Regions from separate parts of the Mus musculus genome. Here regions 2, 3, 4, 5, 6 and 7 are each linked to region 1. Evidence: chromatin contacts called from public HiChIP or PLAC-seq and promoter capture Hi-C data. All regions are on one chromosome and are shown on one strand. Each heading gives the region's core, a stretch centred on a gene start, on an enhancer-like site or on the middle of the called end of the contact. The rest is flanking DNA. Distances are from core to core; before and after follow the strand shown.

Region 1 (3,828 bases), core at 947-3,446:
TGTGCAGCAGAGGGACAGCCTTCAGCCAGGCACTCTCTGAAATGCTACCAGACATTAACTAGTCAATCCTCTCCAAACCATGTATTAAACTTAACGGTCTCTGTTTCACAAGTAAAAATTACAGGACAAACAGAACAAATGCCACTGACACAGCTAATGGAGTAAGATGGATGGCTCCAGAGTCATCTATCCAGAAGGGAGCCAACCCAGAGCTGCCTTTCTCCTTTTTAAAACAGACCAGGAAGTTGGAAGTTAACTGTAACAAGGAGCCCAGGTTTAAGCTCTCCCCTCCCCTGAGCTCAGCTATTGCTCAACCGGTCACCTCACCTAGAGCTCCTCTGTTAACCTACTCGGTGCCATTTTCTGCAAGTTCTCTCAGGATTTAATTTAAAAAAAGTAACATTCTGGGCTCTGAGGCGCTTGCTCCCCAGGACATATCCTGGAGGGATGCTCTCACAGAATGAATGCTGTGCACTCTGGCCTCCAAGTTATTTCCTCATTTGTTAACTGTTGCTGCTTTCTCTTCCCAAATTAGGGCAAAGAATTTCACAAAATTGGGACAGGATGAAAAAATTAAAACAAGCCACGGTAGGCACTGGATGAGTGGAACTGTTTGTCATTTGCTTAAACGTTCAAAAAGTTAGTAGAAGAATAACTTTACACTTCTCCCAGCTTAAGATTTGAGTCTAATTTTGAGCTGCTTCTCCTTGATTCAGTGTGGTGTATGTTTGAAATGCTATGCCTGCATTGTGTTAGTTACACAGCCTAGAAAAGATGAGGGGTCTGACGCTTAGAGTTGCTCACTGAGTTACTTGTCCTAGGCTACACAAATATTAAATCAACCTGGATGACTTAATGCCATGAAGGCATTTGTGGTCAAACTTCTGATAAATACAGGCCCAAATAGAGAGCAGGATAAAACTGAAAGCTGGGCAGTTCCTATTTAGCATGGTCCAAAGAGATCCCCAGAGTGCAAGCACTTATAACTCTCAGACGCTGTAAAACAGGATCTTAGGCTCTTGAGAATTCCCCTTTCTTATTCTATAGAGACAGATCTAGTGGCAATGCTGAAACATTCTCTATAGGACGCCGAGTGACTAAGTTAGGGGTTGGGAAACTGCTGACCTCATTCAGCCCTGCACGCATTTTTCCACTCATGGCCGTTTTCCATTTTCTAATGGAGGGCTTTATTTTCTTCCTCCTGGTTCATTGCAGCCAACACGTTTAAGATCAGTCTCAACTGGCAGAAAGGCCCAATGTTTAAAGTGCCCCAAGGAGGTAGTTCTGTGCTTCAAAGTCTCCACAGAAACACAAGACACTCTTGTCACTCTTTTCCACACCATGCTAACAGACCTTCCTCGAACTTCTTCCAGGAGTCTGGAAATTCTCGCCTTCTATCTACTCAAAGTCATACCTTACCCCCAAATGACGCCATGACGCCACTTTACTCCCACGATACAGGTCAAAATTCTCTCTACAAGAATCCAGTTAACACTTCACACATGAGCACTTTCCTTTTCCAACCTTCAAAACATCTCAAATCCCTCTCTGATCTTGGAACTCCTCTTCCTCACTCCTAGAAGTCTGGCGTTCTCCGTTCTCATGCCTTTTGCCTCAAGTCCTCCCTAGGGCTCCCTAGCAGGATCTCCAGCCAGAACCACGGCCAAGCGAGAGTCCTGGTCCGCACCTCCTTCAGTACAGAGGTGTGCGAGGACCCCAGCCCGCTTCCTCCACGCCCCCAACACTCACGTGTCACGGGAAAACAGAGCAACCGCGGCTCAGAAGCCCCCAAGAATGTGTCTCTGAGGTTGGAAGACGCGTCCGGAGATCAGGGGTGCGGGGGCGCAGACCCCAGTCCCTCGATTCCTCTCTGAAGCCAGCGCTTCCCTAGGCGCCTCAATGCGCCCCGCTCCAGAAGCCGGAAACAGGAAGCAGCGAGAGCCTGCTGAGCAACTGCTCCTCCCACTAGACTCCGCGGCGTGTGACCGCAGAACCTTGGTTCCCTGGTCTCTCTTTTGGACGCTGATTGGTCAGCAGCCTAGTTCGCTGTTCCCCGGTCCCATCAACTCCAATCACTCGGAGATTGTCAAGATCAGTTTCTTCTTTTCGGGTCGCCTTTCTACCAATGAGGTTCGAGCTCCGCCTCCAGGGACTCTGGGCGGGCGCTCCTCATCCACGCGGGGTCATGCGCCAGGTGTCCCAATAGGTCTGAAGACAGTACGTGAGGGCGATCTGTGGAACTACAAAGAGTGTCGCTCCTTGGGCTTGCTGGGAGTTGTAGTTCCCTCGCCCGAAGCTCTCTGGGAGTTGTAGTTTCTAGGACTCTTCTGCTACCTTGGTGGCCTCTGTGAGGCGCTGTTTAGCCATCAGTCGGCTGGGCTCGCTTCTGGTTTGCAGTTGACTCTGCTACCCAGACAGTGGAATGTTATAGGTCCTGCCTGTCTTGATTTTCTTTGTTCAGAATTTTCTAATTCTTTCGGGACATAACTATTGTTACTGTTACCTGGGCAATGAATTTTCCTATTGTGGCATCTTGCTAGATAAGCATACTGTCAAAGGCATATATCAAAGGCGCCTGCCCTATGTGTGCCGGCCCTCTAGCCTGTACTTCAGTTTGGGGGGACCCGTGTCTTTGTGCCTTTGGTAAGGTCATTTGAAGACTCCTTGGATTTATTATCCACTTCTCAAGCCCTAGTTGTTCTTAGAGCTTGGTTTGAAACAATTGCGGCTTCCTGGATTCGCTCTCCAGGTTACTCATTTCTTCCTCTGAAGTTTCTTTTGGCTTTAGCTGCTCATGCCCCTTTTACTCTCACGTGCTTTTGCATGCACCTCCCTCACTCTGCTTAGATAGGGATTCATGTCAGAGGTAGAACTGTGCTTAAACTGCTAACACCGTAGTGTCCTATACTTTTTAAAAAAGTTAACTTAAAAGTTTTAATACATTTTAATTAAAGTATAATTACTTCCCCTTCTTCTGACTTTTTCCTTCTTCCATTTCTTTCGAAGGCCCCTTCACCCAGCTCTCCCCATGTCCCCCACTCAGACTGATGGTCTCATCTTCTTTAATTGTTATAGTTACAAATATTTGCATAGATACACTACAACCTGCTGAATCTGTTTATGTTTGTATGTACATGATTTCAAGGATGATCACTTTGTATGGCATAGCCTCACTTCTCTGTTAGCATATTGATATCGCCATTGTTTAGATCTTGTTTTTGCCACCATTTCTATGAGACTGTTTCACACCAGACATCCTGGTATTGCAGCTCTTACGGTTTTTCCAGCCCCCCTCTTTTTTTATGTGTCCTGAGTCATAGATGCAGGAGCTGTGATGTAGAGGTAGCCACTGTGGCTAGGCCCCTCACCACCTGCTGATCTCTGCACCGTGTCCTGTCATGGTTTTCTGTGATGGTCTGTAGTGAGAATTTTGGAATTTTGGCTTCTTTAACACAGAAAACAATTTTAAGAACATATTTCCATTTTGATCCCAGGTGTGGGATTTGGGGCTGCTTCAGATTGTCCACAACAGCTGGCTATGATATTTGCCTTGTGCTCTGACAGGGGACGTGGTTTTTGCTAGTCCCTGCTAGAGCACAAGGCAAATATGTTTGATAGTTTCTGTGGTGGTATTTGGAATTCTGAGAACTTTTCAGAGGGTATGTGCAGAGAGGCAGGGGTGGTTGTTGATCATTGGGGGTGGTGGTGGTGGTTACGGTTTGTTAGTAGTTGTGCTCAAAGAAGAAACAAGAAGGGAAATTAGATTTCAGAGATCTCATTCCTTTCCTCTCTCCCCTCTATCCTTTTTTTCCCTCCTATCTATATTAG
Region 2 (3,828 bases), core at 429-2,928, 900 kb after region 1:
CCTGAGCCTGCGGTCTCTCACTGGAAGAGTAGTGAGAACTGATAAACTCTAGCAGTTCCCATTTGCTCTCTTTCCTTACAGCCCCACTTTCTCTGTCTGGCCAACTCTGTCAGGTGGTGTGTCCCAAAAGGATGCCCAGGAACTGACACAGGGACCCAGAACAATTCAAGAGGAGAAAGACCACACTTCCATCCTCTCCTCCACCCATCCGGATCCCCTCCTCCCCGTTCCATCATTGGCCTTCTGTCCCTTTCCACTAACTTTCTTCTGTCCAACTGACCCACGCTCCCAGGGAACTTCGATTGTCTTTCTCCTCAGGGAGACATGAGTGACCCTGCTCCCCTCATGGCTTCCTCTGGTTTATTTGTTAATTTGTTGGTTTGTTTGTCTTTTTTTGCCATGCCCCATCACCATGCCACTTGACCTGTATTCCAGTGCCAAGCCCACATTTGATCCGGAACATGTGGGGCACAGGTTTTGTGTTGAACCATGCAGTGAAAGCTAATTACCACCCTTCCCCAGAGACAGGGCATGGCAGACAATGGGTGAGTCGGTGGGGGAATAAGAGCTTCAGACCTGGGCCTGCTGCTGTGGCCTGTGCTAGAAACCAGGCTAGGGAGTAAGCTGGCAACCTTGGCACCCAGGCTTGAGCCAGACCCATATCGGCTAGTATGTCTGTTGAGAAGGGGCTGGTGGGTAGATTTTAAGAAAGAGCTGTCTCTGATTCTGGGTGCTAGGTAGCTTGGGGAAGGTGCTCGCTTAGGTCCTGTTGTCTTATCTGTAAGATGAGAAAGTTGGGCTGTGTGATCTCAGACGTCCCCTTGAGTTCTGTGAAATCTGTCATCTTTCCTGTTCCTTAGAGCATTTGCTGATTCATTAGGGCAGATGAGTCTCTGCCCTAAATGTGGAGACCATGCTTTGTCATCCTGTCAGAGTCTCAGAGATGTCCTCAGGCTTGAGGGCAATGCTGGGGCTTCAGGGAAGAGTGAGATGACCATTCATTATTCATTTAACAAACATTGAGTGCCTGTTCTATACTAAGAATAGACCTGGACTGGGGCATTCTGTATGTGTGAACAGGCATGGCTCATGGTCTCAGGAAACGAACACACCTAAACATGGATGATGAGAGAATATATTTTTTAAGCCAATAAGAAGACAAGGGTTTTTCTACTGGCATCCTGGGTGTGGGGCGAAGGGTGAAGTACAGAGGAGAGGTACTATGCCACAAATACCTTACGTCCCATGCTTTATTCAGCAGGTACAAATCCTGCCCCAGAATCTGAACTTCTGACACACTCAGCCCCTGGACTGACTCAACCCCACAGAAAAAGAGCCCTGTACCCCAAGTTCATAACTCCCTAGTTTGTGCCTGAGATATGGCAGCATCTTCCTACAAAAAGCCAGCAGGACATGGAGAAACAAAGAGAGTCAGGTGTCAGCCTCAAGAGCCGGGACACTGGAAGCATTGGTGTCTCCCCACCACTCCAGTCTGCGCCGTGGAAACATTAAATAATCAACTCTTCCCTCCGCACTCCCATGGGCTGCAGCACAGGAAGTAACAGCTGTCTGGTGTGGCTTTGCCCAGGCTGCAAAAGCTTCGCTGGGATATTCTACAGCCCTGGCCTCCCCTGCCCCTGCATGAAGGCATTCAGCAAGTCACCTCTATTCTGTACACAGCTGTTTGCCAAACAAAAGGACATAAATCGCCCCTGTCTGAGACTGAGGCATGCCAAGCCACAGAGTTCCCCAGCAAGCGGCAGTGGGAGGGAAGATGGAGTTAGAATGACTCTCTGAGGGGAAATTCTTATTTCAGAGGCAGCATTCAGACCTGTGAGGCTGGGAAAAGAAAAGGCTGGGAAAACAGAGCAGGAGCTGCCTCAGATGCTTGCCCAAGCTGAGCATACCCCCATGGGCCCTGATCCCAGAGTGAGTTCCTGGCGCCTGATGGTTCTGGGCTCTGGGCTCATTTTCCCAGAAGACACATTTCATTTGAATGGGAAGTGTCACAAGTTCATGTATCTGATCCCAAGCTGGCACTGTTGTCGTAGAGGGTTGTAAAATCTTTTAATATCTGCCTGGTTTGCAGATACAGGGTGTGGAGGGTAGAAGCTTATAAAACCTGTCCCTGGTTCTGATCCTATCTCTCTGCCTTCTGACTAATACTCTTCCTGTCTTTAAGCTTACTAACCAAGCTTTCCCAACCACGCTGAACTGTATCCTCTCAAACCATGAGCCAGAAAAAAATCCATTCTCACTTAGGTTATTTCCTGTTGGGTGTTTGATCACAGTGATGAGAAAAATAGCTAATCCAGAAAATTGGTTCTGAGCAGTGGGGCCATGACACTAATAAGGCTGACTATGTGCCTATTGGGCCTTAAGACCTGGTGACAAGAAGAGAACATGGAAGAGTTTGGAGCTTTAGGCTCAAGAAGTCTTAGAAGACTGTGGGTAGAGCTATCACAGTTACTGATTAGAAGAGCAAGATGCTGATTGAAACACAAACAACGAAAAGTCCAGCTCCTGAGGCTGCAGAAGTGATCAAAACTCTACCAGAACCTGGACTAGAACCAGATGCTACATCTGTCAAAGCATCTGGCTGGGTCCTACCCAGACTCTGAGCTTTCAGTGAGACTAGATTTAGAAGTAGTAGACCCTGGTTTCGAGGCAGCATAGCATTAGAGCAGTATGGCATAGTTGTGACTCACTGCAAATATAACAGATGCCGTCCTGAGGCCACTGTGAACCCCAGATGCTAGATGTGAAGGTGCAAGGATTGGCATTTGCCGAGCTAAGCCTCAGTGTTGTGTTGTTCCCATCCTTCCTTGCCAGAAATCCGTGACTTGTCTTTGGATTTCACAGAGGTTCACAATTAAGAGACTCAGAAGGGATTTTGGAATTTGGAATTTTGAGCACTGTTGGAACCATAAGCCTTTAGTGACTTTTGTGGTTGGTTATACTGAATGCATTTGGCATTTTGAAAAGGCGTTTACTGGGGGCTAGAGGTAGGATATGGTGGTCTGAGTGTGAAATGTCTCCCCCAGGCTCATATGTTTGAACACTCGGTTCCCAGCTCACGGTGCCCTTTTGGAAGATTGCAGAACCTCTTGGACTTGGGGCATAACTGGAAGACAAAGGGCTCTAAGGGCAGAACTAGTTGGTTATAGGTCCTGTCCCAATCTAAGCTCTCTGCTTCCTAATCCTCTAAGATGTGAATAAGATGTCTGAAGCTCCCAAGATCACCAGGCTGCCCGCTACCATTCCCTATTGTGGTGGACTGTGTTTCCCACAAACTGCAAGCCAAAATAAGCCCTCCCCCTCCTAAGTTGCTTCTTGTCAGGTATTTGGTCACAGTGCAAGAAAAATGACCAATATAGAGTGAATTCTAGTAGGCTTACCATCAAGTAAGATTAAAGCTATCAAAGGGCCATGCCCACTCTAAGGTATTAGCTATTTGTTTTTGCATCCATGTTTGTTACATTAAAGTCATAGTGATCTGCTGGATTATGTCCTTTTAAGCGCAGGTGATGTGTTGAACTGCCTGGGACTCAGGAAGATTTCTATAAATGTTAGCTGTTTCCATTTTTATTTTCCTACCTAAAACTGAGACACATTAGAACATTCCCTCTGCTTTCTCAGAGCAGAAGAGCTTGAGTGCGCCAATTCTGGCTTGATGTCGGATCCACCCATCAGATGAGAACTTGCTAGAATTTGCCATGGAGACATGGGAAAGAACAGGATGGGACTAGCTTGTTCCGGGGACCACCCTGTATCCTGAAGACATCCCTTCTGGATGTACAAAAGAGACACCTTGCAAGTTCAGGCATA
Region 3 (3,828 bases), core at 597-3,096, 880 kb after region 1:
TGTAAGCACTGGGAGGGGTGGGTATCATTTTTAGTAACTATGCATTCAGGCACCAAGGAGAAAAGTCAAGAGTCTTTCCCACCCGGAAGGATCACAATCACATTTAGAGTCCATCAACCAAACCAAAGAAGGCCTGGCTTGAGCAGGAGAAATTAGTCCACGTGCTAGCTGACATGCTAGGAGATGGAGGATTGTGGCAGGTTCAAGTCTGACTGGTGACTTGTCCGTGGTGAGCCCAATTGTAACAGGTGGGATTGCATTTTGAGCCACTAAGACTGGGTCAGTCTCTCCTGTGAAATCAGTCTGAGGAACAGCTGGCTTGCTCTGAATTTTGTATCTTTCTAGACCAACCACAGGTAGGGCATGCAGGAGGAGAAGTGGGAAAAGGAGCATTGAGGAGGCCAGAGCAAGCTAGTTGTAGCATGGCACACATTTACAGTAGACTGAATTCCCTCACTCTCTGCTAAAGAGCTGTGTGGCCTTGGGCAAGCTGTTTGCCTTCTCTGGGCCTCAGCTATCACATATGTGTCTCTGAGGCTTTGTGTGCTGTCCCCTTTGCCTCTGTCTTTGAAATTCTTCCTCTTCCCCATGTTCCTGCCCTTGGCCTCCTGTTTCCTCACCTCTCCGGAAGCTTGTTTGGCCTCTCAGCCTCGTCCCCCACCCCACTTGCTCCCCCACCACCACTACTCCCCCACCCCCCTTGCCCAGCTCAGCACCTGGTATTAAAAAGATGTTCTGTGGTAGAACACATTTGTAGCTTATGGGGCTCTGGGCTTTATCCCCAGCACCACAGGAAGGTGAAGTTAAACCTCAGGGAGGGGCCTTTTAAATTTAATAAAACCCTAGTCGTTCCAGAAGGAAAACGAAGTATGAAATGCCACAATAAATATCACTGTTCGGTCAACTTAAAAGTTAATTTAAAGTGTATGCAAATATGAGAGCTATTAGGGAAAAAAATCCAAAGAAAATGTTTGGAGACTGAAAAGGAGGAAGAATGGCTTTGTGACAAAGAGAGATGGGGATGAACCTGAAGCTTAAACCGGGTCCTATTACTGTTCGTAATTCTTTGGGAGAGAGGGATTACTATTCTGACCCTGTGGTTACCCACGATCACACAGAATCCAGCAGTTCTCGGGTTTGGGAGTGTGGGTAACCATGGTCTCCTCTGTCTTCCCCCACCCAGGTTTTCCTGTCCGCCAACTGAAACCTGGAAGCATTTCTCTGATTCCTTCTGTCATCTCCATCCTTAACCCTTACTGAGACCCTTTAACTTCTCCCCAAATCCCACCCTTTCCACCACCCCACGTAAGGCCGGGCCAGCCTGCCTCTTGCCAGCACCCCTGGGCCACCTCTTGCCAGCTCCCGCTTCAGCTGCGCCCCTCCACCCTGGCCACCACAGCACGGCTGAGTCATCTCTGCCAAGTGCACTTGTGATCACGCTGATCTCTTCTCTGCTTGAAGCCCTTGATGGCTGCCTTGATGTGCAGCACAAAAGCTTTTCTGCACCCCCCCCCCCCCACCACAGACCCAAGCTCACTCCAGGGTCCCTACTGTTCCTTTCCACAGTCCCTGAGACCCCCTGGCTAGCCTGTTTGCCTCTGGTTCTTCACACAGGCTGTTTCCTCCACTGGAAGTGTCAAACCTAAGCTGGCTCCACTGTGCTTCTCAGGTGGTCTCAGTTTACACTTTGGTCCATCCGGAAGCTCCAAGCTGGGTGAGCGCGTGGAGCGCGCCCACGGCTTACACGGCTGACTGGGAGTCTCCCCACTCACACAGACAAGGACCGTGTTGTTCTCTGGCTCTTGCCCAGCTGGATGGACTATCCTTTGAATGCTCACAGTGCGGGGGAGGGAGAGCGTGGGTGGGAGGGGGGAGGGCAGAGGTTGCACTTCATAGTACAATCTACATGGACAGCTATGGAGTGGAACACTAGCTGCGGCTCTGCTCTCAGCCACAGTTCTGCACTCAGCATAGCCCCTGGCTTCTAGGAAATGCTCAGCCTGGAATGAGCGAGTGAAAGACATCTGCCCCAAGCTTCCCTGCACCTCACTGACCCCTTCCCCAAGACCCTGCCCCAGGAAGAGGACCCCTTACCCAACTCCAACACCCTTTACCCCTTCTGCCCTGGTCTGTTCACTTCCTCTTGCAATGATCCTTGTGGGTACAATCTAGGGACAGAGAGACAGAAAGAGCAAGCATGCATGCTCCACATCCCCTCTAGGAAAGCAGCTAGACCCTCTGGACTATAGAGGGCCTGATGTGATTCCCAAATCCTGCAGCTCTCCCAGGAGTTTGTACCCTGCTCTCTGTTGTGGCTGCCGAAGAAGCCATCTTGGCTGGCTGTCCCTGTTGTAAAGCTCCCTGATCTTGCCAAACCTCAAGGCCATAGATCTGTGGTCAGCAGCACCCAGACATTGTCCCCGAATCCAGGATCCATACATGTGACATTTGGTCCCCTCTTTTGGCATATCTTCTAGACCCCAAGCTTCCAAGTCCAGCCTTACCCTGAGTCACCTTGCCAAGAAGTGGTTTGCTGTTTCCAAATTGCCTCTCCTCTCTGAGCCTGTTTCCTCATTTGTGAACTCTGGTGCTAGGCTGAAGCATCCCTAGGCTCTTTTTACTCTGAAGGAAGGTCGGATTTTTAATGTGAAGCAGAAGGGAGCCAGAGGATCAGGCTGTAGAGGGTGGGGTGAAGACAAGACTATGCAGAAGTGGTACCCACTTGGCTTCATTCACAGAGAGGGTGTTATCCTCCCCCTCTCAGTTTACTGTGAGACCTAGTGACACCATAATGCAAAACACTCAATCCCTTTTGCCACATAATTCATCTTCCTGTGGTAGACAATGACATGTGGGTGCCATCTAGGGCTATCTGAGAACCAGCTCTCTGTTAGGGGTAGTGCAAAGCCTTTGCCCTACATTGTGTCCCAGATCTGGATCTTGCTACTGTATCATACCATGGATGGGAAGACAAAGTTAAGATACAGTTAATGGTGTTAACCTGGTTCCTTCCCATCTCTGGTCATCACAGGGAATTATTTGTGTAGGCTCCACAGGTCAATGCACTCAGCCTGACCTGCTGTTCAAAGTGGGGCAGCTTTGCACACAGGGTCTCTGCTCTCAGCCTGATATTTGCAAAGTCCAGAAACTCATAACATGGCTTCAGTGTTCTCCACTGAGAAATTCAGCCAGAGGAAACCATCCCTTGGTTTGAAAGAAGACCCCACCCAGCCCAGGCTCCTTCGTACTGTACCCCTCCCCCAGCCAGCAACTCTTTCTCCACTCTCACTTGCTACCATCTCTCAGGGTTCTCATCAGGCTCAGCTGGCCTGACCTCTGAAAAGAGGGAGCATGTTCTAAGGACACTGGAGACCCCCTCACTGCTGCTCCTGGCAGAAGTGGCAGATCGTTCTCTTGGAAGCAGACAAAGCCACAATTTATTACCTATGAATTATGGGCTCAGGGGGAAGTGAATAGACTTGTTCCTTGGCCAGTAGGTCCAGCCACCCCCTGCCCCTTCCTGGGCACTCCAGCTGCCACATCACCCCTTAGCTCTCCATGCAAAGCTATTAAGAACAGATTGAAGTGACTAGGTAGGCCTGACCTTGGGCACTGCAGAGCTCTTCAACCCTATGAGACTCTGGAAATATGGAGGAGGAGGAGGAGGAGGAGGAGGAGGAGGAGGAGGAGGAGGAGGAGGAGGAGGAAGAGAGGAGAATTTGGCTCCCAGCCTAGACCAGAGAGCAAGTCTATGTTTTTATTTCCCCCAAGCATAGGAAAAAGTTCATTTAGCCCATGGCCACACTCATTTACTAAATTCCAGCCATG
Region 4 (3,828 bases), core at 849-3,348, 840 kb after region 1:
TCATCCTAATTTAAACAATCCGGAATTCCAATTCTAGATTTTTACTCTTGACAAAGCATCTCCACCGGTCCTCTGGTAACAATAGACGCTTATTCTATACAGGCAGAGCAGACTGCTGATAACAGTGTTTTCATTACTACACAGCCCATTTTCCCTGTGCAGTGAGCTCAGTGAACTTTTCTTTCTTAAAATAAAAGCGCTACTTCTCTGCTCTCATGTAATTCTGTAACTGCAAGTTCATGCCTGGATGGCCTGTGATTCCGAGGTTTATTTCTTTCTGAGAGTTAAGAGTTATTGTATAACTTGCTTGTGCAGATGCTGGACTGTGACTTCATGTGTGCATAGTGCTTTCTGCTGAAATAGTTATGTGGGGTTTTTCAGGAAAAATAATGAGTCTGAGGAAAATAATAAAAAGGCTTTTGATTATGTATCATTGTATAACAAGGAAGTGTGTAACCAATAAAGACTGCAGTGAACGAGAGAGAGAGAGAGAGAGAGAGAGAGAGAGAGAGAACCAAAAGCTGTCTCCGAGCTCAGCTTCAGAACAACAGTGAGTCACTTGTCAGCTTGCACCTGCAAAAAAAGAAAAAAGTGCTAAACAACAAAAATGTCCACCAACAGCATCAGCAAATAAAGGAAGAAAAAAAAAAAAACTATGCTATGTCTGTTGTTGATACCACTCCAAAATAAAAAAGAAATTAATGGTATTTGTAACGGAATGGAGGGACCACATACATATCAGACACAAGCAAGTATACATTATGTGACTTCGTTAATATTAGATTCCACAACAGGCAAAACTAATGTGTGTTTAGAGGAAGCAGATGAGTGCTTAGCTGGGGCTGGGGACAAGAAGTTGAACAGAGCAGAGGGGTGCTTATTACACGTAACAGTTTTTTTGTTTGTAGTGATGAGCGATCGGGTGTATACTGTCAAAATCCACGGAGCTGTGTAGTCAGAATGAGCGCACACTGTTGCATATGAATTATTACTCCAAATACCCTGAGACCTCATTTCTAGAGAAAAATCTAGCCCTAGCAGCCTTCCTGCCTTAATTTTCCTCCTGGCTGACCTAGTATAATGCTGCATCTAGTGGATGTTATGTGCAAAAACTGAAAAATTAACAGATAATTCCATGTTGATTCATGTCTCTGAGCTTCCAGGAAAACCCCTCCCTCCTCAAATGTTAATTCTTCCAAGAAGCATTCCGGAGATCCCCAGACTGGTGACTCCTACAACACTCTGATCACAGCTCTGTCTTACTCCCACCTTTCAAAATTAATTATTAAGTCTTTGATCCACTGCTTATAAGCTACAAGAAGCCAACAAATCCATCCTGGTAGTTTTTATTATATCATCTCCTAGTCCAGTATTTACTAATTGCATGTGCTTCCTAACTGTCAAAAAGAATGGTTGCTTCAGAAGGTTCTGGAAGCGGGAACCTCAGAGGTTCTATTTGGTTTCTGTTCCTGTCAGAGAGGTCCAAAGAGCCATGAGATCTCATTTCCAGAGAAAAATCCCTGCATGTGCAGCCTTCCTGCCTTAACTTACCCCCGCCAGAACTAAGCAACAGACACACGCCTTGTTCTCTAGGGTCTCATAACTGTTCACGGACATCCTACAGAGCAAATTGTTGAGCATCAAAAAGGCAGGTGTGTCTCCTCCCTAGAAGGTCTTAAAAATGGGCCCTGCCTCTGAGGTGCCTAGATACAGGAAAACGTGACTGTGACCTTTTAGAGCTGGGTGCCTGTACTTCTCTATGTCTTTGGCAGCTTCCTTTATTCTTCATCTTTCTCTGGCGGCTTCCTTTTTGTCTTAGTTCTATAGCACTTTCCCAGCGCTTCTGCTTGGGTTGGCTCTTCCTTCTTCCCTGGTAGGACTGATCTCCATCCTGGATTTTCATAGAGTATTTTGCTCGACCCAGCCTCTTCCCCTCTGCTCCCCATCCCCACCCGCCTCTCCTACGCCCCCGCGGGAAGCAGGGTTCCTCACGAAGCCCAGAGGTGGGAGGTGGGCCCTGGCGCCGGTCCGCCCCTCAGTGCGTGTGCGAATGCCTGTGTGGCGGTGACGCGCAGGCGACGGCGGGAAGGGGAGGGAGAGAGAGGGAGGGAGGCCACCGACCGCCAGAGCTGCTGGGCTGCTGGGCTCCTGCGCGCTCACGCTCCCCGCCGCCCGCCTAGGCGCAGGCAGGGCGCAGGCGGCGGCGGGCGGCATGGAGAGCCTGCTGGAGAACCCGGTGCGCGCCGTGCTCTACCTCAAGGAGCTCACGGCCATCGTGCAGAACCAGCAAAGCCTCATCCATACCCAGCGCCAGCGCATCGATGAGCTGGAGCGGCGTCTAGACGAGCTGAGCGCGGAGAACCGCAGCCTGTGGGAACACCAGCAGTTGCTGCAAGCCCAGCCTCCGCCTGGGCTGGTTCCCCCGCCGCCGTCTGCCCCACTGCCTGCTCCTGCAGTCACTGCTCCGGCCGCCGCTGCGGCCCAGGAACCGCTTCAGGACCACGGACAGCTCATACCCGCTTCACCGGAGCCGCCGCTTCAGCACCACGGTCAGCTCCTGGCGCAGCCCCAACCTGCACCCAGCAGCAGGGTTCAGACTCCTCAGTCGCCCCACCAGCACCCGGTGGCACCCGGGGCCATAGCTGACAAGGAGAAGGAGCGTCCCTCGAGTTGTTGTGCTGCCGCGGGAGCCCTGCTTCAACACGCATCCCCCGCCGCCCTCGGCAAGGGCGTCCTGAGCAGGAGACCCGAGTGAGTGGGGACAAGGAGGTGGGAGAAGCAAGTGGGTGTGAGGAAATGGGAAATCTGTGTGTAAGAGTGAAGGACTTGAGCACTGTGAAGTGAAGCGGGCAAAAATGCCTTGGGTAAAAAAATGTGTCAAGGAGAGTCCCGCAAAGGAGGGCTTGAGATCCGCGTTGGAAGGTCTGTGGTGGTTGGAGCCAAAGGAAGTATTTGGACCATCTTTGGAGCAAAAAATGAGAGGAATGGGCTTTAACTGGTTGGGGATAATGATAACTTCCAGAAATTAAGGGAGATAAAATTGGGAGGAAGTTGGGGGCAAAAAAATTAAGCCAAAGCAGGGGACCATTGAAGGATTTAAGCTAGGAAAAATTCGGAAGTGAGTTTGCATAGTACAACTGTTTAAATAAAGAGTGAGACACCAAAACAGACTTGATCAGGAAGTTTAAGCGCTTTATAGGGGCTGGGGTCCAGCAGCAAGGATTAGAGTGGGTAGGATAAAGCAAAGGACAGGAGGTGGGGGGGGAACGGGAACAGGCAGGGGAGCTGGATACAGGAAGATGAATGGTGGGAGACAGCGCTGCCCAGGGGAAGGAGCTGGCTCTTTATCTGATGCAGTGGGAGTCAGAGCCAGGAGTGGCTCACTTGGGAAAGCTTTCTCCCTTCTGACCCAAGTGAACATCTTTATGCTGAGCCTCTATAGTGCCAAGGCATACGCAGAAACAACCCTCCAGACTCCTGGATGTCTCTGTTTCAGCTTGAGGACTCACCTGGCTGGAGCTCTCCACTGACTCAGAAGCTTATCTGGGTTCAAATCATGGGAAGAGAACAATGAGATCAGAGACAGCTGGAAAGCAGTTTCTTGAATGTAATGCCTCTATAAATCTCTGTGGTGGCCTCTTATGGCAAGCCTTGTTTCCCTTTGGTTATTAGGAAACCTCATCTTGGATTCCAGGAGAAATATTAATTGTCCCCACGCAGAGTCTAGGGCCTCAAGATTTCTTTTCACTTGTGAGGTCCATGGTATAGGAATGTGGGAGGATGAGATAAAGGGGGCTGGAACGTTTTCTCCTCTGTATTGAAAGAGCC
Region 5 (3,828 bases), core at 401-2,900, 810 kb after region 1:
CTCACAGCTACACTGTACCTATTTCCTGGCTTTTGCTTCATCTTTTGTATAAAGCTGTAACCTTCCTGCAGGAAAGACAGGAGAGGCAGAATTTTCTTTCCCCCAGTTCTGGCCCTGACTGTAAATAAGCCTCTCTCTTCACCAGTTGTTGGCTCTTGGTTTCCCTTTGATACAGCAGCAGTCTTCAGACCTCCCAACCTCTGGGAGTCTGGAGCTTGTAGAGTCTCTTGTGTTTTAACTATGTATCCTATATTTTCAAGAAATTGGTAAGGAAAACATTATCTTCATTCTCTCTTCAGGTAGAGAAAAATATGGCTTTGAGATTTAAACACCTGGCCAAGGTCAGCATCTCTTTATTTATTTCCCCTCCTCTCTCCTCTCTTTCCCTCTCTTTCTTCCTCCATCCCCACTTCTCTCTTTCAGACAAGGTCTCACTATTCAACCCTGTCTGGCCTGGAACTCACTAGGTTGAGAGTCTCAGCTTGCCTCTGCTTCCTGGATGCTAGGATCAAAGGCATACACCAGCAAGCCCAGTCCTTTATTCTTCTTTAAAACAGAAACTATGTTGCCCAGGTGGGCTTTGCAATCCTCACATCCATTCATCACCTAGTCTCAGCCCTACCTCTTAATAAACATTATTGTCAAGTGCACTGCCCCAGTACTTAGAGAGGAGCCTCTCCTGTGCTCTCAGAGGACGTCTGCACTTAGTTTGGAAGAAGTCATCCCTCAGACCTGTTCACACTTACTGGCATGTAGCAGGGAGTGAGGGAGTAAGATGGACTCCACAAAACCACAATGCAGCCTCCTCTGCAGTGACTGGCTTTCCTGGGCACCTCCTTCTAGACAGCTGTCAGGGAGCTTGGTTATCCCTCTCTGAGCCCAGAATGACCCAGTTGAGCACCTTCCGGCTCTTCTACCAGCTCACCCCCACCTTCTGTACATGAGCTGTGGAATTAAGCAGGGGCCATGGGCCAAGCTGACTTCTCCAATAGGCACGGTGCCTGAAGCCTGCAGCAAGATATTAATTAATATCAAAAAGAAAAGCAAGCTTTGGAGGCAGAAAGATGGTTCAATACATAACGTTAATATACACATACACTATCATAAAAATATACTTTTAATGCAATAAGTCGTCAGTGTCCGTTGTGCGAAGTCAGAATGAGGTTGATGAATCAGCATTAAGGATGCAAGAAAGGAACAAACATATGTCTGTGTTTGTGCATGCACGCACATGTCTGCATATCCAGGCAGAAATTGGGGATCCAAGACTTTCCTCTCAGCTCTAAGGCTCTTAGACTTAAGGTCATACCCAGAGGGTCTGGTTGACCCATCTTGCTATTCTGCGCGAACCCAGGAATCTAGAAGCTGCTCCCAGGAGCCTAGCACCCTGCCTAGATTTGCATTACAGATGCTGCGCCCTGCTCTTGCTGGTTGTGCCCACAAATCCCACACATGCAGGAGCTGGGCCCAGGGCCGCAGGATTAATCCTTGCAACAGCTCAGGGAGGATTAGCTGAGCATCATGAAGCAGAGCAGCAGTGGCCATGGCAGCAACAGCATGAGCCTCTTCCCAGAGAGAGAGCTGGGTGGCTGCCTGGAGAGGGCTGGGGCACTGCTGATGCTCAACAGGAGCTGCCCGGCGCCAACAGGAAGGAGGAGGCCCTAAGGGGTGGGACTAAATGTCAGAGGTGGGATTATGCAAATCAAGCCAACGCTAGCCAGAGATCTGAAGCTTGAACGAAAAATTATCAACCTGAAGGAAGGAATTTAAATGATGAAAAATTTAAAGTGTGAAATGCGAATGGATGCCTTAAGGCCCTTATTTAACAACCAGATTGTTCCAACAGAGCGAAGCACATGTGTAAAGCTGCCCACCTCCACAGGCACCAACACTATCTAACTCATTTATCAGAGGCTTTATTGTACTCCTCATGGTTAATATGGTCCCCACCTTTTATGTCGAAGGGACCTTGAAAGACCTCCATTCTCAGGACTGATGAAAATCATAATCTGGGATTTTGAGGTATTGCTAGATAAGAAAGCAATTGTCTCTGACTCTAAAAGTTCAATTTCTTGAGCATGAATAGTCAGTAGGAGATTTCCCTTCTTTGTGCGCATGTGTTTATACTCAGAGATGGCAGTTCAAACGGAAGATGGTCTAGGTGGGAGGATAACACCAGAGCTGGGTGGCAGAGCTGGGACCAGGCAACAGGGGGACTATCCTGTATGGCTGCTTGTCACATGTATATGCTGAACACTCAGAATGATAGCCTTGTGACAAAGCACCTGAGCTGTCCTGTTAACATGAATAATGCTAAAATAAAAATTAAAACTGATACTCCACTGGGTTATTTGGAAATTCATACGTATGGATGAGACCATTTAAATCTGCTAATCTACATTTCCAATGTAAACCTGCAGTCTAAATACGGAACATGAATTTCCAATAAAAACTTAACATATAAACTGAGATGTGCTATGATTCTAAAATAACCCAAAACTTCTAGGGTTTAATATTTTTAAAAAGATATTTTTCAAGTCCTTCATTAATATTTTCATATTAATGTGTGTTGGAATGATGATGTTTGGACTATATTGGGTTAGATTATTAAATTTAATTTCACTTAAAATTGTAATGTAACTACCGGAGATTTTAACTACACTCATTGCTCATATCATCTTTATATTGGGCAGAACTCCTCCAGTCATCAAGACTAAACAGAGGGACACAAATCTAGCCAGGAGTGGAGGAAAAGAATTAGCAAAGCAGAGAAAGGATCTTTAGGTGGCTTGGCAGGATGAGGGTGCAGAGCCGACTCCAGCAGACAAAGTTAATATCTTCTTACACGGAGCAAGCCACAGCCTATTATGTGGTTGGCGCCAAGGCCTGTTTGCATAAAACCAACAGCCCATGCTGGGAGGTGTTTTCCCTCAAATTCCCAGTATTACCGCCATGTTCCAGTCACAGAGGAGTCAATGAATATTTTGCCGGAGTATTAATTATGTTCTTATTACTCTGACAAAGTACTGATGGAAGCATTTCAAGGGAAAGAAGTGTGCTTCAGTTTATAGTCCTGGGGATACAGCCCATCATGGCAGGGTGGGCGTGGAGGCAGGAGTTCAAGGCTGCTGGTCACATTGTGTCTACAGTCAGGAAGCAAAGAGAGATGAATGCTAGTACTAGGTCATTTTCTCCCTTTCCCCATTTCATTCAGCCACTTTATTGAGAGTTTACTCACTCCAGGACATGGAATGGTGCTGTACACATTCAGGGTGAATCTCCCCTCACAGACATAGTGTGTCTCCTTTATAATAGAATAGACATCCTCTCAGGTTGATGATCAAAATAACTGTAACAGCTTAGCAGCATACTCCTGCCCAAGTAGGCCCCAGATTAGAAGCCTATTCTGAAGTATCAGTACCTTGAGTATGTTCATAAGGTTAGGTGACAATCACCACTAGATGAACCCAAAACCTGGTTTGTTTTTGGAGACAATACCTTGCTATATAGCTAAGGGTAGCCTGGAACTTGCTGTGTAATCCAAACTGGTCTCAAAGTTGTAAAAACTCCTCCCTCAGCCTCGGGAGGGTCAGGATATAAGCCACTGTATTCTGTTCCCAAACTTTGCCATCACGGATCTTTTTCCCCTACCGGCTCCTAGCACCCACAAGTCTACTTTCTTTCTTATGGACATCTTTATTTAAGCCGTAACAAGGACCCAGCTAAGCCACGATCCATCTCCTGACCTATACAGGAACTGTGAGAAAATAAATATATCTGACTTTTAGCCTTTACTTTTGTGGTAAAATCAATACAAGGCAGCGAATA
Region 6 (3,828 bases), core at 489-2,988, 670 kb after region 1:
TGCCTTCCCAAATGTAGAGAAAAGCTCCATTTCAATGTAATCCAGCCTCTGGAAACTCAGGAACAGAGCAGACCATTTATCAATCATGTATGACTAAAGACCAACCCTCCAGTTTCAAACAGCAACTCTCAAGAATGTCTTTAGATGCCACCCAACTCTTCTGTACTCTCAAGTTAACTTCTACTTTTATTACAATTTTAAACAGTAAACTCTCTTGATAGCCTAAAATAAGGCTTAATTTCACTTACGTTGGATTTTAGCTAGTCCATAGAATTTTAAATATTATAGGTAGTATCACCTACTTAACAATAGATATTGAGAGATGTGGCTCATGACTTGGGAGGCCGAGACGGGGATGCTGTCAGACATAATTAACATAAATCCTGTCTCAAAACAAACAACCACAAAACAAATGGACAACCACAATAAAATAATAAATAAATAAATAAATAAATAAATAAATAAAATGTGTAGGTTCTTTTTGTAATGCTCAAAAATTCTAATTTCTGTGCCACTTACTATCCAGAAGTTTATACTATGATTTCCTTATGCTTAAAAATATCTCATGATCAACTATCATTTTTATTAACATATATGTGTTATATATATATGTTAATATTAATATAAATATGAAATATTACCTGTGGGTATATAAATTTAACAGTAACTCTTCCTTTATATGTGTGACCATAAATTTGTAAGTGTTAAATGTTTTCTTATGATTGGATTATTTTCAGAAGTCCTAGTACATAACTTACTAAAAAATATATTCATGATTCATACATTTATATTGAGAATTGTGTGCTCTCTTCTTCCACCGTGGTGCTCTCACCTTTAGCTGGATATTCCCCATTAAACAAGTAACATTTGTCTTATGTGTAAATAGAAGCCCTAAGAAAAAGTTCCCAATAACTATGTCTTTGTCACTGTTTCTTGTACATCTTCTTGTATGACCTGCTCTGTCTGTCTATCTGTCTCTCTACATTCCTTGGTTCGTTTCTTTGGAGCACAGATTTCATCGCTAGCTGATTTGCACAATAGTTTTTTTGGTTTTGGGGTTGTTGTTGTTGTTGGGGGTTTTTTTGTTTTGTTTTGTTTTGTTTTGTTTTGTTTTTTCCTGTAACAAAAGTCGTTTACATTTTCAGCATCAACATCAACCTTTGAAATCATTCCTAGAGATTTTGAAAAGAAAAAAATCTTTGTTTTATCAAACGCCCTGAGGAATGTAAAGGAAAAAGCAAGGGCAAAGTCTCAGCAGAGCCACAGGAGGTCCTGAAGACAAGAGTACCTACAAAGGTTCTGTGTGTCACCGGGGAGTTTGGATATTCCGAAATCCAGAGAGCTAAAGAGAAATGATTAAAACTGAGATGAGGAGGAATAATGAGTGAGGAGGATTTGTACAAATCTCGGCGCTCTAAGGAACCTAGGAGATGAGAAAGAAGGTCACGGTTTTGTAAGAAAGAAACGAGTAAACAGAAGCCTTAAATTCAAGTTTCTGGCGTTCGGTGGACTCACGGTTTCTGTGGTGCTGAGGCATTTGTGGGCAGCAGCAGCAACAGCAGCAGCAGCAGCGGTGGCGGCAGCGGCAGCAGGGCCAGGCTTGGGAGCCAGCGCTTCCCCATGCTGCAGAGAGGACTGGAGACCTGGCTGCCTTGCACCCTGCTCCCCGCCAGAGATCTGGTCCTGAACGTGCTGAGGAGCAGCTAGGCTTTATGCAAACAGCGGGTTCCACCCACACGAGTTCTCTGAACAAAGCTGAGGTTTTTTGAACATTCTCTGAAGGGGTCATTGATGGCCTAGTTACTGCCAAGGTTAATTCCTGACCCGTTAGCCGGAATTCCCAGAAGGATTAAGCACTTTCCTGTTACTGCTCACTTTTTCTCCGTTGTACAATAAAGTTGATAATCGCCTTCTCCTCCCCCACAGCCACTTATTGATGCTCTGGGCTCCTGTCTGGAGAGTTGGCAAGCAGGCTGCAGCTTAAGCAGTACTGGAGAGGTTTGAATAATTCAAGTGTGCCAGCAAGTTCTGAGCCACAGAAGGTCTGTCTGTCTTTCACGCAAAGCCCATGTTTAGCTCCCTTCCATGAAAGGAATTTTGAACCAAACTAGGAAGTAGGTATTGACTTTAGAGGTATTGTTATACATTAGATTGACTGAAAATGAAGTATCAGGGCCAGGAGAAATGACTGTTTTGTAAGTTTCCTAATGCTTACCTATAATCCAGGTGCTGGAGAACAGGAGATAGGAGGGTCCTGGGCTTGCTGTCTACCCTAAACAGTGAATTTCTAAATCCCAGGATATCACCGCATGGGCCTTAACCTTCACATACACTCATTCCAGTTTAAGGTGAAAAGTAACCAGTATCAGAAACCCCACTTTACTGTGCCTAACAAAGATCCCAGCTGCCTTTGCCATCCACTCAACAAATGCTTTTGTGCAACACTCCCCTCTCTAGTCTCTGGAATTGTCCTGGAGGCAATTTCATTGATTCATGCATCCATCTACTTGTTCTTGCAGCTTCTTGGTTATTTATAACCATTTATTGATCCTCCTTGGCTAGAACCTAGCGATAGAATGTCAGATAAGTAGAAGTAAGAATCCGTAAAAGTTCTATGACGTAGGGCAGGTGATAGGACGGCTTTTAAAAGCGAGTACAGTAACCAACCATTATCATTAGAGAAGTTGAAGTCTCCTCGAAGGCAGGTGCGAGGGACACATAGCCTGTTATGGGCTCCTGGAAACAACTCGGAAGGAAGCAGAAATCTAAAGTAAGCTGTGAGTTCTGAGTGGTGGTTAGACAGAGAAGGAGATGAGCAAGGGGCATTCTAATCCTTAAAATGACACACATATTCAGTAGTAATGAAGCTCTTAAGGAAATGAGATTTCTTTGTCCTGAAGGAAAAGCTTAACTATTTAGGAGGGTGGTCAAGGGAGTTGGCTTTAAATCAGAGAAGATCTTTGGCAAAATACTTAAGCTCACATCTGATCCTTGAAGAGATCAATCTTACTGAAATATAGAGAGGTGACAAAGGAAATAATCCAGAAGACGGGAGAATGGGTGGGTGACAAGCGGGTGATACCCGGACATTCACCGTGGACGTGGAAGGGGGCTACAGAGTGGCAGCGTCTTTGAGAGAGAAGATTATAGGGAATAAAAACGTGTTTGTTTTAATTTCCCAGCTGGTCAGTAACTGAGTAAGACGAGAAACAGACAGGCAGGAGCAGAGGCAAGGACAGAGGGCTGGGCCGAGAGAACGCACAGTTTTAGACCGTGCTTGTGACCTATCCATGTACGCTGTTCCTGGTAAGTGTGTTCTAGGAGTGAAGTCTGCACCCTGACTTTGTGTGTCACTGCTCCTGTGAATCATGGCCACATTCAGCTATCGATGTCCTGGGTCGTAACTCAAAATTGGGATTATGTTGTTTCTTTGTGGACAGAATCTTGAAAACAGGCAGGATTTCTTGTAGGTTAAAGTTAAGTTGCCTGAATATGTGAAGTGCTTAGATTCACCTGCTTGCACAGGCTGTAGGAAAGAATAGTGGTACTCAGAAGATGCTACCACAAGATGCTGAGGGAAAAAAAAACAAACACTCAGGGCAAGGGCATGAGGAACATCTGTTAAGTGATAGGAAGAGGCAGTCAGATAGAGCAAAAGTTAGGATGGAGGGAGCTCAGGGGTCTCTGAGTCCCAAGAAAAGGATCATTCCAACAAGAAATTCATGTTACTAGATCAGTGTGATTGTGAACTCACACCAAGACATCAGTAACAATAGCATTAAAAATGAAAAAAAAAAAACAAAGGACTTACTTTATAACATCTTCGTT
Region 7 (3,828 bases), core at 556-3,055, 550 kb before region 1:
TATGGCTCACTTCTCTGGAACTACTTCCTTCGAACTTTCTTCCTAGATTCCCATAAGTGAACACATCTATATCCATTGTGTTCCATTTTATTTCTATTTATATACAAAGTATGTTTGTGTTGCAGGGTGTGTGTTTGTGTGTATCGTCAGAAATTAGAACACAGTTAACTTATTCTCATTTTGGCATAGCACAGTTTATCCATGTATCAAACATAGAGCAATACCATTTGAGATTAATTAAATGTATTTTTACAGCATTCCTCCTCAAAACCCCCTTAAGCGGAAATCTCTAGTTTCTTTGGAAAGTTAGTTCTGTCAAATGATGTTTTGCTGGGGTGCACAGGTGAAAGGATGTCTTGCTAAACTAAACATGTGAGAAAATGTTTTCCTGAAGCAGACGACGGTGAAAGGAAGTTTTGATATAGCAGACACGTGAAAGGACACTTGAGGAAAGAATGTAAATATGACTCCACAGACAGTGGGGCATGAGCACTGAGCCTTGGTTTGGTTTGCTCTGTCTCCCCATTCTTCATTCACCTTATATAGCGTGGTTGAGCTCAACTCGTGGTAATGCAGCCATTGAGAGAAACTCACCCAAGGACTTCGGTTCCTGCAGCTGCTTGCCACTTTAGCAGCCTTGCCTCAGACCAGTTGGCATTCATGCCCGGTGTCTGCTGGTGGAGAGGACTGGATTGAAGCTGCTAGCTCATGTGTGGCATCTGCCTGCCTATAGGACTGGTCTACAACTGCTGAGTTGTATTTGGTGTTTGCTATGGGACTGAACTGCTGAGAAAGAAGACGGGGATTGCGCCCACCCCCCCCCAAAGAACTATTGCTGAACAGGCCCACTTCCACCATATTCTAATAACTTTTCTTCCACTCTCTCTGCTGGGTGGTAGGTTAGAGAAGAGAATGAACCTTATAATTAAAAGTAGGTTGCAAAAAATTTATGCTACACCTCCCAACTCAGCCATCTTTTTGTTGTTGTTCTTAAATGTGTTATTTGTTCTTTAACAAGTACATATGCATTCAACCTAACTTGATCATAGCCATCTCCCGTCGTCACACACACACACACACAGTTTTTTCCTGACCTGGGGATTAACCACAAGACCTAGGACATAGCAGACAAGTGCTCACCCACAATCTATATCCCTAGATCTTTTATTACTTTTTTGTCTTGAGATAAGGTCTTGCTAACTTTCTCAAGTTGGTCTTAAAATCACTCTGTAGAGGCTGGAAAAATGGCTTAATAGTTGAGTTCCCAGCACCAAATGAGTGACTGGCAAATCTATAACTTCAATTCCAGGGACCCCCCCCCCCATGCCCTTTTCTGGCCTCCATAGGTAGCAGGCACAAATATATGTACACACAAATGGGGGGGGGGGGAAGAACTCCTACACATAAAAGAAAATCAATAGATCTTTTAAATACCCCATTCTATGGGACTGGAGAGATGGCTCGGAGGTTAAAAACAGATCCCAGCACCCACATTAGGTTCCAGTTCCAAGAAATCTAGCATCCTTTCTTGGCCTCTGTGAGCAACCATATATGGCACACACATACTGATATAAAGATAAAATAAAGCAAATTTAAAGGGAAAAAAATAAAACCTCACTCTGTAGCACAGACAAGCCTCAAATTTCTGCCTGCCTGCATCTCAGCATCTCGTAGCTAAGGTGACAGGTTCCTGCAGGAAATATCTGTGTCCTGATCGGCCTCCTCCACCCGCCCTCCTCTGTCCTTCTGCTTTTCTTATCTACGCCGGCTAAGTTTAAGAGGTGACTCATGGAAAGGCCCTTCCTGTGCAGTCAGATAGCAGTCATGATCCTGAGTTCCCTTTACCCAGGGAAAAGTCAGTGCTCAGCAACTCGTCCAATGCACTTCACTACTTCATTTTGGCTGGACCAGACAGGATTTGTTGGTGGCTCGCAGATCATCAGTCCTGGAGCCTTTGGATTCCATCTCAGTGTGCTTGGTAAGAAAACATAGATGAGCCTTATAGTTCATGCTTGGTTTAGCCTGCTGATTATGTACAATGGCTTCAAGTTCCTTATCTTCTGTTTCCTTCTATTCTTTTCCCTAAAACTTTTTTTTTTTTTTTTTGAGAGTCTTACATAGAGCCTTGGATGGTTGGGAACTCACTACATAGACTGGGCTAGCCTTAAACTCACAGAGCTATATCTCCTTCTCCTGCGATTAAAGTTGTACACAATCATATCTGGTTCTTTCCCTAACTTTTGTTTTGTTTTGTTTTGTTTTGTTTTGTTTTGTTTTGTTTTGTTTTGTTTTGTTTTTGTTTTTCGAGACAGGGTTTCTCTGTGTAGCCCTGACTATCCTGGAACTCACTTTGTAGACCAGGCTGGCCTTGAACTCAGAAATCCGCCTGTCTCTGCCTCCCAACTTTCCCAAATTTTTATTTCTCCTGTCTTATCTCCATGTCTACTTTTATTTTTATGTAAATACTATACATTCTATTTATCTTGGCTTTTAATATTTTCATTCTGAAAATAATAATGAATTTATGTTATTTATTCCCCTAGATTATAGATCATGTTTTCTTCCCTTAGTTTTGCTTCTGTAATCATTGATCACATGTACACACATTTATTTTTATGTATATATACACACACACACACACACACACACACACATATATATATGCCCATATGTGGATTCTTCTTCTGTTGCTCTCTGTAACTCTCCCGTTCTTTGAGCTATTCCTTATCAAAATAGCTGGTTCTATCATTCCATAATTATTATTTGATATTTAAATCTAATTTTTACTCATCATAAATACATTTTAGTTTCAGGTTTTTTTTTAATTACTCTGGCCAACTCAATCCTGAAATCTTTATAAAAAACTTAAACATAGAGGGTTTTTGTTTGGTTTGGTTTTGGGGGGGGGTTGCTCAGAACTTGGGGAAATGTAATGTGGTCTTGTCCTGGATGACTTTTAGGGTGTGAGCTTTCAAGGAAGATCATTTGTGATATTTAAACTATTCCTCACAGCACGGAACTCAGTTGCTCTTACATTGGAATGTTTTCCTTTCAACTTCTGTTATTTTAAATCGCTATGTCCACTTTATTATCGAGACCACAGTTTCTCAGTCATGTGATCCCTGCAGTAAAAAAGAACAGTAACCTAGGCGTTATTAGGTGAGTAGCTGGGGCTCTCCCCGGCTGCGGTCACGTGAAAGCCACGTCATCTCCAGAATCTCAGCATCAAAAGCTGCACAGCGAGGGATGTCTGTGGGTTGCTCTGTTCCTAGCAGTCTCTGGGTGGGCTTTGCTCTCAGCATCTTAGGATGGTACGCATTGAGGTTGGAATGGGACACTAGATCCGAGTTCTTGCCGTTCACATAAGGGAATGGTAGGACTTGAAAAAGACAGAGACCAGAGTGGGTATCGTTTCTCCTTTTCTTCTTATTCTGTTGTTATCCTAACTTCTGCTTACCGCATAAGACTTGTCACAAACTTTTGTCAAGTTCAGCAGAATCGCTTCCAAATGTCCCAGCTTCCATTTAAAAACAAGCAAACCAAAAAATCAAATCAAATCAAATAAATAAAAATGGAGGAGGCTGAAGAGATGATCGGTGGTTGGGAGCAGTGGCTGCGCTTCCAGAACCCTGCTCTACCAGGGTTCAAGTCCCAGCACCTACATGGCAGCTCACAACTGTCTGTAACTCCAGTTCCAGGAAATCTGACACCATCCCACAGACACGCATGCAAGCAAAACAGCAACACACATAAAATGAAAATTAATCATTTTTAAAGATATAAACTGTTACTACATCCAGTAATGTTTGGGAATTTAAAATCAAGAGA

The links. Promoter capture Hi-C pulls out the DNA fragments that hold promoters and counts their contacts. HiChIP or PLAC-seq counts read pairs in DNA pulled down with a chosen protein or histone mark.
Region 2: an H3K4me3 HiChIP or PLAC-seq map of stem cell-derived neural progenitor cells shows a contact between it and region 1, with 5 times the contacts expected there. The contact joins the enhancer-like site here to the promoter of M6pr in region 1. A contact is called at or near these places in 2 of 39 promoter capture datasets (embryonic stem cells and hippocampal neurons), 5 of 115 datasets of contacts at active chromatin or transcription factors (embryonic hindbrain, embryonic stem cells, large pre-B cells and 1 more) and 1 of 9 other capture datasets (embryonic stem cells).
Region 3: an H3K27ac HiChIP or PLAC-seq map of VIP interneurons shows a contact between it and region 1, with 6 times the contacts expected there. The contact joins the enhancer-like site here to the promoter of M6pr in region 1. A contact is called at or near these places in 2 of 39 promoter capture datasets (embryonic stem cells and hippocampal neurons) and 3 of 115 datasets of contacts at active chromatin or transcription factors (VIP interneurons and embryonic stem cells).
Region 4: a promoter capture Hi-C map of embryonic stem cells shows a contact between it and region 1, with 5 times the contacts expected there. The contact joins the promoter of Iqsec3 here to the promoter of M6pr in region 1. A contact is called at or near these places in 3 of 39 promoter capture datasets (embryonic stem cells and hippocampal neurons), 1 of 484 Hi-C or Micro-C datasets (stem cell-derived neural progenitor cells) and 8 of 115 datasets of contacts at active chromatin or transcription factors (astrocytes, bone marrow-derived dendritic cells, embryonic hindbrain and 4 more).
Region 5: a contact with region 1 is called in a promoter capture Hi-C map of hippocampal neurons, with 2.5 times the contacts expected there. The contact joins the enhancer-like site here to the promoter of M6pr in region 1. A contact is called at or near these places in 2 of 39 promoter capture datasets (cranial neural crest and hippocampal neurons), 5 of 115 datasets of contacts at active chromatin or transcription factors (bone marrow-derived dendritic cells, embryonic hindbrain and embryonic stem cells) and 1 of 9 other capture datasets (embryonic stem cells).
Region 6: a contact with region 1 is called in an H3K27ac HiChIP or PLAC-seq map of embryonic stem cells, with 5 times the contacts expected there. The contact joins the promoter of A2m here to the promoter of M6pr in region 1. A contact is called at or near these places in 12 of 39 promoter capture datasets (the C10 cell line, the HPC-7 cell line, cranial neural crest and 5 more), 10 of 115 datasets of contacts at active chromatin or transcription factors (the 230-238 cell line, bone marrow-derived macrophages, embryonic midbrain and 3 more) and 1 of 9 other capture datasets (embryonic stem cells).
Region 7: an H3K27ac HiChIP or PLAC-seq map of microglia shows a contact between it and region 1, with 5 times the contacts expected there. The contact joins the promoter of C3ar1 here to the promoter of M6pr in region 1. A contact is called at or near these places in 1 of 39 promoter capture datasets (pre-B cells) and 3 of 115 datasets of contacts at active chromatin or transcription factors (embryonic stem cells, microglia and regulatory T cell precursor).

What each region holds. Positions count from the first base shown.
Region 1 is chr6:122,307,088-122,310,915 of GRCm38.p6, reverse strand. It overlaps M6pr (mannose-6-phosphate receptor, cation dependent), which reads right to left and starts at 2,196. Exons shown (of 7, transcript NM_010749.7): 1 at 1,750-2,196.
Region 2 is chr6:121,405,696-121,409,523 of GRCm38.p6, reverse strand. All of the region lies in intron 5 of Iqsec3 (IQ motif and Sec7 domain 3), which reads left to right. Among named protein-coding and RNA genes, the nearest start is that of Slc6a12, 65 kb to the right of the region's middle. Within about 2 kb of position 1,678, at least 22 of the 459 cell types and tissues checked have an H3K27ac peak or open chromatin away from gene starts, as enhancers often do. A contact at or near this core is called in stem cell-derived neural progenitor cells, where this site is marked.
Region 3 is chr6:121,422,624-121,426,451 of GRCm38.p6, reverse strand. The region is part of intron 3 of Iqsec3 (IQ motif and Sec7 domain 3); the gene reads left to right. Among named protein-coding and RNA genes, the nearest start is that of Iqsec3, 49 kb to the left of the region's middle. Within about 2 kb of position 1,846, at least 12 of the 459 cell types and tissues checked have an H3K27ac peak or open chromatin away from gene starts, as enhancers often do. A contact at or near this core is called in VIP interneurons, where this site is marked.
Region 4 is chr6:121,471,948-121,475,775 of GRCm38.p6, reverse strand. Iqsec3 (IQ motif and Sec7 domain 3) reads left to right here and starts at 2,098. Exons shown (of 14, transcript NM_001033354.3): 1 at 2,098-2,751. The coding sequence starts at 2,213.
Region 5 is chr6:121,497,078-121,500,905 of GRCm38.p6, reverse strand. No RefSeq gene overlaps it. Among named protein-coding and RNA genes, the nearest start is that of Iqsec3, 25 kb to the right of the region's middle. Within about 2 kb of position 1,650, at least 30 of the 459 cell types and tissues checked have an H3K27ac peak or open chromatin away from gene starts, as enhancers often do. A contact at or near this core is called in hippocampal neurons, where this site is marked.
Region 6 is chr6:121,634,083-121,637,910 of GRCm38.p6, reverse strand. A2m (alpha-2-macroglobulin) reads right to left here and starts at 1,738. Exons shown (of 36, transcript NM_175628.3): 1 at 1,516-1,738. The coding sequence starts at 1,622.
Region 7 is chr6:122,854,134-122,857,961 of GRCm38.p6, reverse strand. C3ar1 (complement component 3a receptor 1) reads left to right here and starts at 1,805. Exons shown (of 2, transcript NM_009779.2): 1 at 1,805-1,978.